Linked DNA regions of Mus musculus: all the other regions are linked to region 3. The links are chromatin contacts, called in public promoter capture Hi-C maps. All regions are on one chromosome and are shown on one strand. Each heading gives the region's core, a stretch centred on a gene start, on an enhancer-like site or on the middle of the called end of the contact. The rest is flanking DNA. Distances are from core to core; before and after follow the strand shown. Region 1 has its middle 9.7 kb from the start of Esyt1. Region 2 overlaps R3hdm2 (R3H domain containing 2). Region 3 holds the start of Prim1 (DNA primase, p49 subunit). Region 4 holds the start of Inhbe (inhibin beta-E). Region 5 holds the start of B4galnt1 (beta-1,4-N-acetyl-galactosaminyl transferase 1).

Evidence for each region. Promoter capture Hi-C pulls out the DNA fragments that hold promoters and counts their contacts.
Region 1: a promoter capture Hi-C map of pre-B cells shows a contact between it and region 3, with 2.5 times the contacts expected there. The contact joins the enhancer-like site here to the promoter of Prim1 in region 3. A contact is called at or near these places in 2 of 39 promoter capture datasets (pre-B cells and stem cell-derived epiblast-like cells).
Region 2: a contact with region 3 is called in a promoter capture Hi-C map of liver, with 3 times the contacts expected there. The contact joins the enhancer-like site here to the promoter of Prim1 in region 3. A contact is called at or near these places in 4 of 39 promoter capture datasets (the C10 cell line, liver and pre-B cells) and 3 of 9 other capture datasets (adipose tissue, liver and macrophages).
Region 4: a contact with region 3 is called in a promoter capture Hi-C map of liver, with 5 times the contacts expected there. The contact joins the promoter of Inhbe here to the promoter of Prim1 in region 3. A contact is called at or near these places in 6 of 39 promoter capture datasets (the C10 cell line, cranial neural crest, frontonasal cranial neural crest and 2 more), 1 of 484 Hi-C or Micro-C datasets (the N1E-115 cell line) and 3 of 9 other capture datasets (adipose tissue, liver and pancreatic islet).
Region 5: a promoter capture Hi-C map of liver shows a contact between it and region 3, with 2.8 times the contacts expected there. The contact joins the promoter of B4galnt1 here to the promoter of Prim1 in region 3. A contact is called at or near these places in 2 of 39 promoter capture datasets (liver and pre-B cells), 1 of 115 datasets of contacts at active chromatin or transcription factors (microglia) and 1 of 9 other capture datasets (liver).

Annotation. Positions count from the first base shown.
Region 1 is chr10:128,534,147-128,536,888 of GRCm38.p6, reverse strand. No RefSeq gene overlaps it. Among named protein-coding and RNA genes, the nearest start is that of Esyt1, 9.7 kb to the right of the region's middle. Within about 2 kb of position 1,413, at least 173 of the 459 cell types and tissues checked have an H3K27ac peak or open chromatin away from gene starts, as enhancers often do. A contact at or near this core is called in pre-B cells, where this site is marked.
Region 2 is chr10:127,425,566-127,428,299 of GRCm38.p6, reverse strand. All of the region lies in intron 2 of R3hdm2 (R3H domain containing 2), which reads right to left. Among named protein-coding and RNA genes, the nearest start is that of Gm23819, 23 kb to the right of the region's middle. Within about 2 kb of position 1,464, at least 84 of the 459 cell types and tissues checked have an H3K27ac peak or open chromatin away from gene starts, as enhancers often do. A contact at or near this core is called in adipose tissue and liver, where this site is marked.
Region 3 is chr10:128,013,855-128,016,554 of GRCm38.p6, reverse strand. It overlaps Prim1 (DNA primase, p49 subunit), which reads right to left and starts at 1,340. Exons shown (of 13, transcript NM_008921.2): 1 at 1,204-1,340; 2 at 434-591. The coding sequence starts at 1,306.
Region 4 is chr10:127,350,597-127,353,296 of GRCm38.p6, reverse strand. It overlaps Inhbe (inhibin beta-E), which reads left to right and starts at 1,449. Exons shown (of 2, transcript NM_008382.3): 1 at 1,449-2,049; 2 at 2,286-2,700. The coding sequence starts at 1,752.
Region 5 is chr10:127,163,717-127,166,416 of GRCm38.p6, reverse strand. It overlaps B4galnt1 (beta-1,4-N-acetyl-galactosaminyl transferase 1), which reads right to left and starts at 1,261. Exons shown (of 11, transcript NM_008080.5): 1 at 898-1,261; 2 at 195-413. The coding sequence starts at 412.

The DNA.
Region 1 (2,742 bases), core at 164-2,663, 520 kb before region 3:
CAACAGACAGAGGGTATCAGACCCCATTGCAGATGGTTGTGAGCCACCACGCAGTTGCTGGGAATTGAACTCAGCATCTCTGGAAGAGCAGTCAGTGCGCTTAACCGCTGAACCATCTCTCCAGGCCATGGCAGACTTGATTCTTGACTGTAATAAACCTATATAGAGTCATCCAGGGCAGCAGCACTATCCGACTGACAGTAGCTTTTAAAAATGAGCACAGAAGAACGCTTCATCAAACCTTTGAAAAGGAGTACAGAAGAAAGGTTCATCAAATCCTGTTTCCTCTTCCGTCTTCCAGAGTGTGCTGAGATCAAATACCACCTCCAACCCCGTGCTTCCCGCCGAAGTTTATACACACAACCAGGAAGTGTAGGTACTCAGTTCAAGCCTTGGTCATGAGACGCGGCCTATTACAGTTTATCACCACCAGGTGGCGCTTAAGGCACAAAATTGACAACAGATGGGGCCCCACCCTGTTTGTGCGGTTAAGGCACAGCACCCCGTGGCTCCTGAATCCGATCTGTGACAAAACCGGCCTGAAAAATGTTCTGTGCACCATATAATAATGTCTATGTGAAGGTCTCATGATGTGGTGGGTCGAGGAAGAAAAAGTTAGAAATGCATGTACCTCCGGAGCTCAGCTGGTCTATTCAACAAGAGCCTTTTCTTTTACTGAGGTGTGGTACAAGTTTTGGTGTGTGGGGAGTCCTTCAACTAAGGAAGTTCCTCACATTGCAGTGATGGTAGTCCCAGCAAGCAGATCACCCATCCTCTTCTGTTTCTACTTGCTCACATGTGTGAATGTGGAGAGCCTGGGTAAAAGAGAGAATTGTGCTCAGGAAGTCTAGATCCTGCCAGGCCTGGGGCAGCAGAGAAAGGGAAGTAAAACTTAATATTACTCTTTGATGCAGAATAGATTTTGAGTCTTGTGTTTTTCTGCTTAGCAGGGGAAGTAGGGTTGGTTAGAAGAGAGAGATTAGGTTTGTAGCTGTGCGTCTTAGTTACTGTCCTATTGCTGTGAAGAGACATAATGACCAAGGTAGTTCCTATAAAAGAAAGCATTTAACGGGAAGCTTGCTTACAGTTTTAGAAAGTTTAGCCTGGGCTGGAGAGATGGCTCAGCTGTTAAGAGCACTGACCGCTCTTCCAAAGGTCCTGAGTTCAAATCCCAGCAACCACATGGTGGCTCACAACCATCTGTAATGGGATCTAATGCCCTCTTCTGGTGTGTCTGAAGACAGCTACAGTGTACTAACATATAGACATATATGTAATAAATAAATAAAATCTTTTTAAAAAAAGTTTAGCCCGTCATATCATGGAGGGTTGGCAGCCCTTGAGGCTGGTGCTGGATAAATAGCTAAGAGCTACATCCTTCTGTGTAGGCTTGGCATGGACTTTAGCACTTTCCAAGTGCATCTTCAGTGGCACACTTCCTCTAACAAGGCCACACTTCTTAATCCTTTTCAAGCAGTGCCACTCCCTGGTGACTAAGCATTCAAATCCATGAGCTTATAGGGCCATTCTCATTCAAACAGCACAAGCTGGTGATTTTTATCTGGCTTGGAGCTGTGTTTCCTCAAAATTGCTTTAACCCCCACCCCCACCCCCTGCAGTCCACCGTCTCTCTCCCTCAGCTCAGCCAGGACTTTGGCCCTGGGTCTATTAGGTCTTGGAGGACCAGGAGATGATGGATAACTCTGGAAAGGTCAGGCAGCTCACAGACACTTGTCATCAGGTAACCCAAACTGACCTTGAGTTTCTAATCCTCCCACCCCTACCTCTTGAGTACTGACTGAGATTACAGGTGTATGCCACCACCGCACCTGGTTTTATGTGGTGCTGGGGATGGGACCCACGGCTTTGGGTACGCAGGGGTCTTAGTTTGGGTTTCTATTAATGTGACAAAGTACCATGACCCAAAAGCAAGTTGGGGAAAGGGTTTATTTGGGTTACGTTTCTACACTGTAGTCTATCACTGAAGGAAGTCAGGGCAGGAACTCAAACAGGGCAGGAACCTGGAGGTTGGAGCTGATGCAGAGGCCATGGAGGGATGCTGCTTACTGGTTTGCTCAGCCTGCTTTCTTATTGAATTCAGGACCACAATCCCGAGGATAGCTCTACTCACAATGGGCTAGACCCTCCCCCACTGATCACTAAGTAAGAAAATGTCCTGCAACTGGGTCTTATAGTGGCATTTTCTCAATTGAGGCTCCATCCTCTGATGACTCTAATTTGGGGCAGGTTTGACATAAAACAAGTCAGTTCACCAGGCAAGCACTCCACTCACTCTTCCCTGTCAGTTTGATCAGAGAAGTCATGGACCCATCAGAGTTGGGGCTCCAACCAGCATATGTTCTGCAGAGAGGAGGATCACCACAGAGGGAATGTCCTACTGTCTTCAAGGGAAGCCATGTGGTCAGTGAAAGGACAGGAACCAGAAACACCCAAGACCAAGTTCTCAACACAAAGGAGATTTATTTTTTATTTTGTAAAATATGTTATCTTTTTTTTATTAGATATTTTCTTTACTTACATTTCAAATGCTATCCTGAAAGTTCCCTGTACCCTCACCCTGCCCTGCTCCCCTACCTACCCACCCCCACTTCTTGGCCCTGGCATTCCCCTGTACTGGGGCATATAAAGTTTGCAAGACCAAGGGGCCGCTCTTCTCAATGATGGCCGACTAGACCATCTACAAAGGAGATTTATTTGCCCCAGAGGGACAAAGGACAAAGG
Region 2 (2,734 bases), core at 215-2,714, 590 kb after region 3:
GTGTGTGTGCAAGTGAACACGCACTTGGCAGAACTGTCTCCTTCAACTATGTAGGTCCTAAGGACTGGACTTAGGCTGTCAGAATGGTGAGCATCTCTTTTGCCCACTGAGTTATGAACTTGCCCACTTCCTGCTTTTCTGCAGTTCATTTCCCTTTTTAAAAAAATTAACTCTTCTTTCTCCATATATACTAGAGAAGGTACAGGGAAGATTAAAATCTCCAAGCAGAGAGAGTTTGTTATGAGTGTTACACACATTGCTGGCTCTTGTCAATGCACTATGATAGGTTAGTAAGCAATACAAAAAAAGAAAAACTTCAAAAGATACAAAAGAATAAGACTCTAAGTTATAATAGTGGGCTGGTGAGATGGCTCAGCCATTAAAGGCTAGGCTCTCCTTCTAAAATATGTTACAGCATAAAACTAAAAGAAGATAAAGGGTAACAGGATGTTGGATTGCTTAGTATTTTTTGCTCGATATTTGGCCCATTTAAAATTCTGGATTTGGGGAGGGAAGGTCAAGGCACCTCAATGGCACAGTACATACTTAGTGAACACAAAGCCTTCACGTCAATGCTAGGCACTACCACCCAGCCTGCAAATCAGTTTATTTTAAGAAATGTGGCAGTATTAAGAAATGTGGCAGTATTTTAAGGACTCACCATACACAGGATGCCATATCTATGAGTGAGTACACTCACAGATATCCAGAGGAAGAGGAGTACCATGAGCACAGCACCCAACCGGAAGAGTAAGGAAGGAATGGCTTTCCAGAGGTGGACACCAGAGGCAAATGTCCAAATGACAGAGACAGGAGTAAGGTAGGTTCTTTCAGACAGATAAGGATAAGAAGAAGCGTTACAAACTGGCAGGTTGTCTGTCTTCTTGATGAGTACTGTGTAGGCAGAAGCTCTAGGCTGACCTCAGGAGAAATACCTGCCAACCAGCAGCACCAGTTCCCCAGACAGCACTGCAGTGGGTGCAGCAGCTGGCCCCAAACTGCACATCTTGCCAAATTTAGCTCCAAAGTTCTAAGTTTAGCTCAGAAGTCCTTCTGCATATAAATATTAGATTGGGCCTTGAGAGCAGAGTCTGTAGAATAAAGTTCATACTCCATGGATTTCCCTAAGAAGCTGTGAATGGTGCTGTGGTCTGAGACAGGGTCTCACTTATGTAGGCCTGCATGAACTCATACAGGTCCTTCTGCTTCAGCCTCAGGGCTGGAATTTAAATGTGTGCCAACACGCTAGGCAGGAGCTGTAGATTTTAAATGGCTGTGACATATTAACATAACAAGACCACGGGCCTTTAAGCTGATCAGCAACTCCTCACTTCCTGGTTCTTCCCCCTCCTAGTAACTTCTTCTGTGGATGGCAGGCTCTTCCTGAGCTATCTCAGTCCTCCACAGCCATCCAATTCAGCAAAGCTGAAGGCTCTCAGCACAACCCTTTGTTTACATAAGCCAATCAGGACCAAGTATTGGGCATAAAAAGGGCCCAGGCAGGAGGCCAGACTTCCTCTCCACCTCAGTAAAGCTCTGGCTCCTCTGCTGTCCTGGCTCATTATTCTTCACTGTTTTTAAGACAAGATCCTGGGGCCACTCAGAGTGATTCAGTGGCTGCTGCATTTCTATGGCCATATTTTCTCTAGAATTAAGCCCACCTGAGCAAGGAGATAGCTCTATCACAGTCAAAGACCCCCACAACATGGAGAGCTAAGGCAGAACATGTAAATCAGAACAATGGTAGGGAGCCCATGCCTAGAACTCCAGCACTCTGGAGGCTAAGGCAGGAGGAGGCCACGAGTCAGAGTCTGAAAATAAAGCAATCAAACTACAACAAAAGCCCAAACAGGCATGGTTGTGCACACTGGATGAAAAAGAGATAGAGGAGAGGGAGAGGGAGAGGGAGAGGGAGAGGGAGAGGGAGAGGGAGAGGGAGAGGGAGAGGGAGAGGGAGAGGGAGAGGGAGAGGGAGAGGGAGAGGGAGAGGGAGAGGGAGAGGGAGAGGGAGAGGGAGAGGGAGAGGGAGAGGGAGAGGGAGAGGAGAGGGAGAGGGGGGAGAGGGGGGAGAGGGGGGAGAGGGAGAGGGAGAGGGAGAGGAGGGGATGGGAGGGCTGCTGCTCCTAAGTATGGTGGAGGAGAAAGTTTATTATCAATATAAGGGAGACCTAACCAGAGGGACAAACATCTAAGAGAGTTCAGAGTGGTCACTACCCTGAACCATATGGGGAGAGGAGGAGAGGAAGGGAAGAGAGAGGGAGGGATCAGGTACAGCAGCCAGGAGGCCAAAGGTCAAAGGAAGGGCAGCCCAGCCCCTGGACTGGAGAGTTCAGAGTAGAGGACAGGGTGTGCCAACCATGCTCTTTAACAGTAGGACAGCGGAATGCTGGGAGAACATGGAGGCCTGGTCCACTCTGATAAGTTAATTAGGCATTCCCTACTAACAGACACCTGGCCTTAGCCCTTAGGTGGCTGGAGTCGGAGGACTTAGAATTTAAGGTTGGGGTGGCTACACAGTAAATCTGAGGCTTATGTAGTGAGTTTCTCTACAAAACCAGAAATAACAAACCCAAACCAACCAAAAGATAAATGATGGTCAAAAAGGAGAAAAGATAATCTTTCAGAGTGCATGTTCATAGACTGGCCTTTGAGATTACTTCTGGAATGCTGGGATTAAAGGTGTGTGCCTCAGAACCTGGCAATGATGCTTAAGACGCATGTCTGAAATGCTCAC
Region 3 (2,700 bases), core at 91-2,590:
CAGTGTACTTACATATAACAATAAATAAATCTTAAAAAAAAAAAAAGACATGGTCTCATGTATTTCAAACTGGCCTCTCCCTCCTTTATGCTGGGATTAGAGACAATGCCCATTACACCTGGTTTATGTGTTCTTAGGAATGGAATCCAACCGTTCATGCATGCCAGGCAAGCACTCTTATCAATTGAGCTACACTCCAGCCCAATGCTCACCTTTTCTTCTAAACCTAGGAAGAAGGCAAGGTATTTTCAGCCAAGTGATTTTCAGTCTATAGAGTGTTAAAATTAATTTGAAAAAAAGGTGCGTTTCATCAACAATAATACACTCTAAAACATTACCTTCAAAACTTGGGGGCAAGAACTCACTCTGGCTTATAAAATAAACACACAAAAAAGATACAAACAAAATACAAAAGAAAAAAAAGATTCCTTACTCTGTGAGAATATACTGCGCCTATATCAATCTTATATGGATTCATTTTCTGCATCTCCTTCTCCAGTTCACTCTGGTTGTTGAAGGACTGGTAGCGAATGTAAATATCATCTTTCAGTGTGAATGAAAATTCACGGTGTTGAAAGTAATTCTTTGTCACTGCAAAATAATTTTAACTCCAGTTTAGGGCATAATGTAACCTTAACTAAAACCTTAACTAATGGGAAGACATATGTTCGTTTTTTTTTTGTTTTTTTTTTTTTTTTGGTTTTTCGAGACAGGGTTTCTCTGTGTTGCCCTGGCTGTCCTGGAACTCACTCTGTAGACCAGGCTGACCTCGAATTCAGAAATCCGCCTGCCTCTGCGTGTGCCACCACGCCCAGCCTGACATAAGTTTTTAAACGACAGGGTTTTATTGTGTAGAATAGGTTGCTCTAGAGCTTACTATGTAGCCCTGGCTCGCCTTGAACTCATGAAAATCCACATGCCCCAATCTCCAGAATGTAAGGATTATAGGTATGAGCTACTAGGCTCTCTGGAATATTTTTAACGAGTGCTCTGTGCCCAGCTCTGTTCTAGATAGCCTGTAATCTGAAGGGGCATACAATTTCACATTTGCTAGGGAGCAATAAACAGGAGCTGTAAATATTCCAAGGACGCTGCCTGTCATTGGTGAAGAAGGTGCCTCTCTTCTTCCTAGGACATCCCGCCCAAAGTATTCTCACACACGGCTCCCAGCCCCGCTACCCATCCCGTCCCAGCCTCCATCACCTCCGCCATAGTTGAGCCAGCGATAGTACTGGGCGTAGGGAAAGAGCCTTCGGTAATAAAGCTTGAGTAGCTCCGGCAGCTCCGCAGGATCAAATGGCTCCATGAAGTAAAGAACTAGACCCGGACAGGACTGACACGAGAATTGGCGGGAACAAGACAGGCCTCCATCCCTGCGCGCGCATGGACCTGCGCCGCCGGAGGGACTGCTGGGAATTGTAGTTCTTGCAGATCTCGCAGGTGTAGACGACTCCTACTGCTCCTTTTAGAGTCCATCTGCATCTTCCGGGCTCTGAAAACCTATCCATTTAACAACAGGATTGTCCCCGAAAAGGAGAGACCTTTAGCATATTGATTTTGATTAGTAATAACAAGATTCTTTTTTTCCCCCCGAGACAGGGTTTCTCTGTATAGTCCTGGAATTCACTTTGTAGACCAGGCTGGCTTTGAACTCAGAAATCTGCCTGCCTCTGCCTCCCAAGTGCAATTAAAGGCGTGTGCCACCACCGCCCGGCCAATAGTAAGATTTTAACAAGTCCTTTGCAAAAGATGAATATTTTAGAGATATTACCAATATCTCATAAAGAGATTTTGAAAAATTGTCATAGAGTTACTATATTCAGTATTCGAAATGAAGACCGCATGAGAAAAATCAACGGCTGTTTGGTCTGAGTTTTCCATGGCAAGTGAGCCAACCACCATTTTACACCTTTGGTACATAAGTACAGATGCAAAGGCTCACAGGAATGTGGGAATTTCAGAGAAAATAAATAATAAAAAGGGACGGGGTTGGGGGTGCTCAGGGAAAAGAGCCGTCGCCTAGTGGTTCTGATTGGAGTCTGTTCGTAATCTAACTGGAAGTGGGGAGACATGTTTTACTTTCTCTTGTTGGAACAAAATTGGAAGAAAATTAGTGAAGTTGTTGACTAGTAGTGAATTGATGTTTTGGACCAGTTGTTTCCGGGGTTGTTATCTGAACCAGACCATCACTGGGGAGAACAGTTTGATTTTCTGCAAAACTGTCAGACAGAGGTTTATTTCTTGCACCATTTGGTAAAATTACACTTAAGAACTTAGTTTTTAGCTGGGCAGTGGCTATGCAGGACTTTAAATTCCAGCGCTCCAGAGGCAGAGGCAGGTGTATCTATGCTTTTGAGGCCTGTTCTATAGAGTGAGTTCTGTGACCCCGCCTCAAGAAACAAAACAAAACAATAAAAAACAAGACATAACTTATTTTCTTTTGAACAATGGTTGCAAGAATAGGTCAGAGTTCTTTTGTCGTGTTTGTTTAATTTTGCATTGACATTTTTGCATTTTACTCTTTTAAATATGCATTTTTAAAAGGCAGAGTCTTCCCCAGACACTATTGGTGATGCCAAGAAGTGCTTGCTGACAGGAGCCTGATACAGCTGTCTCCTGAGAGGTTCTGCCAGAGCCTAACAAATACAGAGGCAGATACTTGAAGCCAACCATCGGACTAAAGCATGAGGACCCCAATGG
Region 4 (2,700 bases), core at 200-2,699, 660 kb after region 3:
GGCCAGCCTGGTCTACAGAGCAAGTTCCAGGACAGCCAGGGCTACACAAAGAGAGCCTATAATGGGGTTGGGGGAGGTCAGATGTTGGGAGATAACTCAGTAGATAAAGCTATTGCTTTACAAGCGCATGGACCTGCATTAGAGTCTCCAGAGCCCAGGTAGAAATGCAATCCCAGCGTTGCAGACACTGGGACTCACTGGCCAGCCAGTGTAGTCTAATTAGTGAGTTCCAGACCAGCAAGGATGTCCTGTCTCAAAGGAGGTAGGTGGATGACGTCCCTAGGGATGGCACACAGGGCTGTGCTCCAGCTTACACATGCACACACACGAGCACACACACGTGCACACAAGCACACACATGCACACACACGAGCACGCGCGTACACACACACACACATGCGCACACATTAAAAAACAAAGTCGGGGGCTGGAGAGATGGCTCAGTGGCTAAGAGCACTGGCTGCTCTTTCAGGGGACTTGAGTTCAATTCCCAGCAACCACGTTGTGGCTCACAACCATCTGTAATGGCATCCAATGCCCTCTTCTGGTGTATCTGATTGAAGACAGTGACAGTGTACTCACATATATAAAATAAATAAATCTTTCAAACAAACAAGCAAAAATAAAACAAAGCCTGGATGACCAAGACCTGAGGCGGCTTTTCCGGCTTTGTCCCCTAGGTCCCTTAAATTTCCATTTTCCAACTACATTACCAGAAGCCTGGCACCACTCCTGGGCTGCCTCAGATTTGGCCAACTCCTACAGTACCCTAAAGGCAGTAGTTACCAGGCACAGGTGCTTCAAAGGCGCTCGCCCTTCTGCCAGCTCTGCCGGACTCTGCTCTGCTGTAAGATTGCATCACCACGAGCCCACCTGGCCGGGTTTCCCCAGACATCACAGAAGATGTCCTCATCCCTGCTCTGGCCCTCCCCCAGGTGGACTCTGGGCAGCCAGCACAGGCAGGGTCAAAAGGTAATTTCTATGTCCCGTGGCACTGCCACCTAGGCCTGATCAAGAGGACTCCATTTTTTTTTTAAACCACCCTTTCTAAAACCTAACTCGGCTTGAACGCTAGAATTATTGTTCTGACATGGAAACCCCGAGAACTAACCCACTGAAACAGCCTCATAAAACGGTTTCCGTTTTCAAGCTCGGAAGTCAGTCAGGGCATACTGAGGAGCCACCGCCCATCCCCACCTGGCTCCTATGGACTCCCTCACCTGAATCCCAGACCTTGGGAACTGACCGTGTGAAATCATCCTCTTTCTTGCATCATGCATGTCCACGTTGCACCTCCATACCCCTACCTCAAGCCACCACACCCAGATGGTGAAACTCGAGTCCCGGGGGAGCCCTCCACCCCCTGCAGGGGCCTGATGGGCAGCGCAGCTGGCCAATCCTAAGGTTCAGAGGGTAGGTCTGCTGGTTGACCGCTAGGTGAGGGATCCCAAGCAACTGGCTCTAAAGAGGCCCTGCCAGTAGTTAGTCATGAACTGTGAGGGTCACACATAGCTACCCCACCAGGCGATCTACTCTCAGTCTTCCTGAGTCCTAGGCTATTGAGGACAAGTAGCTTGGTCTGCTCTTTGTCAAGGGTAGCTGTGACACTGGTTTGCTGTTGCTGCTGCTGCTGCTGCTGCTGCTGCTGCTGCTGCTGCTGCTGCTGCTGCTTCTGTATCCTCTTTGGGAAATCAGACTCATAAAACTGCCACCCATTCGAGGTTCTCAAAGCAGAGCCATCTACCTGGAGCATGAAGCTTCCAAAAGCCCAGCTCTGGCTAATACTGCTGTGGGCATTGGTGTGGGTGCAGAGTACAAGATCTGCGTGCCCGTCCTGTGGGGGCCCAACACTGGCACCCCAAGGAGAACGCGCTCTGGTCCTGGAGCTAGCCAAGCAGCAAATCCTGGAGGGACTGCACCTAACCAGCCGTCCCAGAATAACTCGGCCTCTGCCCCAGGCAGCACTGACCAGAGCCCTCCGGAGACTGCAGCCCAAGAGCATGGTCCCTGGCAACCGAGAGAAAGTCATCAGCTTTGCTACCATCATAGGTGGGTGAGGGGAGAGAGACCGGGGACAGGAGACACAAGGAGAGGCCTGCAGGGGAGGCAGGAGGCGTGGGGTGTGGCAAGAGAAAGAGCTGGGGACACAGGCCGTCCAGGCCCTTTGCAGAGGTCTGTATGAGAGATGAGGGATGGTTGGGTAGGGTGGCCGAGTGTCAGAGAGAAGCTTTGTTCATGTTTTAATTTGCTTTTTTGTTTGTTTGTTTTTGTTTTTGTCTGAGCAGACAAATCCACTTCAACCTACCGCTCCATGCTCACCTTCCAGCTGTCCCCTCTTTGGTCCCACCACCTGTACCATGCCCGCCTCTGGCTGCATGTGCCTCCCTCTTTTCCGGGCACTCTGTACCTGAGGATCTTCCGTTGCGGCACCACTAGGTGCCGAGGATTCCGCACCTTCCTAGCTGAGCACCAAACCACTTCCTCTGGCTGGCACGCCCTGACTCTGCCCTCTAGCGGCTTGCGGAGTGAGGACTCTGGCGTCGTGAAACTCCAACTGGAATTTAGACCCCTGGACCTTAACAGCACCGCTGCGGGACTGCCACGGCTGCTCTTGGACACAGCGGGACAGCAACGTCCCTTCTTGGAACTTAAGATCCGAGCTAATGAACCTGGAGCAGGTCGGGCCAGGAGGAGGACTCC
Region 5 (2,700 bases), core at 12-2,511, 850 kb after region 3:
GATAGATTTGCCGCGCCCCTGTCTCCCCCCCAGTTCAAGCTTCGGTAGCCCTCTCCACCTCCCTGATAACTGCACCCAACCAGTCAGCAGTAAGCAGCGTCCGAGTCTAGCACTGGAGGAAACAAAAGCTCCCCGGCCACCCCCTCCAGCATGTTCTGCGCTGTCGCCGCCGCCACGCCGCGGTCCGCACTCACCCCACCACTTGCTCCTTGATCCTGACCGGGATGTGTGCGTAGCGAGGCTCAGGGGCAAGGTCTAGCAGATCGAGTCTCGGGGGACCTTGTGGGGGCGACCACAATGCCAGAGGGTTCGGGAGACTTGGCGCGTTTCGGGTGCTGGAGTACAGGAGACCCAGCGAGGCGCAGGCGAGCAGCAAGACTAGCGCATAGAGGGCCCGGCGGTCTAGCCGCATCCTGATATGGGGGAGGGTGAGAGGTGACCAGGCTCTCAGAGAACGTGAGGGCCGGGACTCTGGACCCCGCCGCCTCCGAGGCTCGCGCAGGTACCCAAGGCCAGCCATCTCCGCTCCGCACGGCGCGCACCCCTTCCCTCATGCTCACGCCAAAGGTCTCCCGGCCTCCTTTCTTCCGCCTCTCTCTCGCCTCTGGGCTTCCGCATACACCCAAGGCTTGCCGTGGTGACATGCAGTATCTTGGGTGCGCAGCCCTCGGGGACCCCACCCCCACCCCACGGGCAGCAGCCGGGCCAGGGTGCTGCGGAGGGGCGGCTGTACTGCACCTGGCGGGTCAGGGAAGGCACGGTGTCGCGCCCGCGCTCGCGGGTGCCCGGCCTCGGTGACCCTCGGGTGGCCTCGTTGAGCCACGGGCACGATGCGCGAGGCCAGGAGGACGCCGCTCCTGCCCACACCTCGGCCGCCGGGCGTGCCAGCGCACTGACCTGTCTAACGTTCTAAGGCCGCGGCAGGATCGCGGTCCGGGCAGTGCCCGGTTCTCCGCCCCGGCCGGGGGGTCCTCATGAGGCCGGCGACGGCCTGATGCGGGAGCTGGGCGGGAGGGAGCCCGACAGTGTCGGGGATCCGACTCCTCCCGCCTGCGGACTCCGGGGCTTTGTAGACCGCAGCGCGGGGGTGGTTCTGAACGTTTCCTGCCGGGGTGAACTGGATCGTAAATCCGCCGCGCCCCAGCCCCAGCGACAAAGCGGGGAAGCCCTGGCACCGCGTCGCGCTCCCAGGCAGCCGAGGGCTCAGGCCTCCGCCCGGCTCTCACACCGCAGCGCAGCGCCGCTCCCGGGCTGGCTGCGGCACAGGCTCGGGCTCTGAGCGGGGATGGCGAGCTCCGCGGCGCCGTCTGGCGGACGCGGAGAAGATTGCTTAGGCGATGAGCCCTCCCGGGAAGGTCCCCCCTTTTCACATCCCTTCGTCCCCAAACCGCGGTGTCTAAGATGCCAGTTCCCGGTCCCCGCCATTTCCCCACTCGTTCACAGTGTAGCCCCAGGAAGGGCGATTGGGTTCAGTATGCGGTCTAACCTCATTTCAAGGAACACTTGGATGGGGAAGATGAAATAAATAAAACCAGCCAGCCCTGGAGGTGAACACTGCCTCACGAGCAACAAAGACAGCGGCCTCTCTCTGACCTCTTGGCTCCGAATTCCAGCCATCAACCGAGGCAAGCCGTTACTCAATGGCCGGCCTACTTCCCCTAACTGCTTCTTGGTACAGACTTGAAGAGGAACCGCAGAAAGTGGCCAGATGGACAGTGAAGTAGGCCATAGGTGGCTTGATTCCCGACACTGACCAGAAACAAAGTCCTGTGGTTCTCAGAAGGATCAAAATTGAATAGAAAAATAGGTAAAACATAATGAAAAATGTGTCTGGGGGTTGGGGCTGTAGATAAGCAATATTGAATGAACTGTGTGTGTGTGTTGGGGAGAAGAGGGAAAACCCACCCTTAAACCAGAAGTTTCAGATCAAATGCTAAAAGTAGAATTACAAAACCTTTAAAATAAATCAAGGGCTTTTTTTCCTTTACAGTCGGAAGAGATCCCCTAAGCAAGAGGCGAAGGGAAATATTAGTAAACCTGTCTATATAAAACACTTACTGGAGAGATGGCTCAGCAGTTAAGAGCACTGGCTGGTCTTCCAAAGGACCTGGGTTCAATTCCCAGCACCCACATGGCAGCTTACAACAATAATTCCAGTTCCCGGGCGTCTGGATACCCCTTCACAGACCCACATGTAGATAGAATATTATTGTAAATAGGAATAAATTTATTTACAAAACACTTGATAGACATCGGGTGTAGAATGCAAAGTTAGGTTTTTATTACTGTGCCCAAGAACTCCGTGAATCAAAATGATCTTTGTAACCGGTCAACTCCCTGCCCGAGGACAGATACGCCACGATTCTCTGGAAGCTGTTACCCGTATCAGATAGCAAGCCACATGCGTTCACTTTTCTAGGGGATCACAGGGAGTTGAGAGGTAGGTAGGAGGAAGTATGTCAGGATGTATGCTTGCTTCCATCTGACCAAGGCATAGCCTGTGAGTTAGCCCTTTATAATCACCTGGCCATTGTAGCTGGTGGCCATTTTCTAGGAACCCTGGAGTGGACTGGCCAGAGTCCATCATCCTGGCTAGTATTAAAGCTTGCTTCAAATTTTGTTCAAAAATTGTGGCAGTCATCTTATTCTTGACTGGTAGAATCAAAACCGACGTGGCGCATGCCTTTCTTAACACCGTGG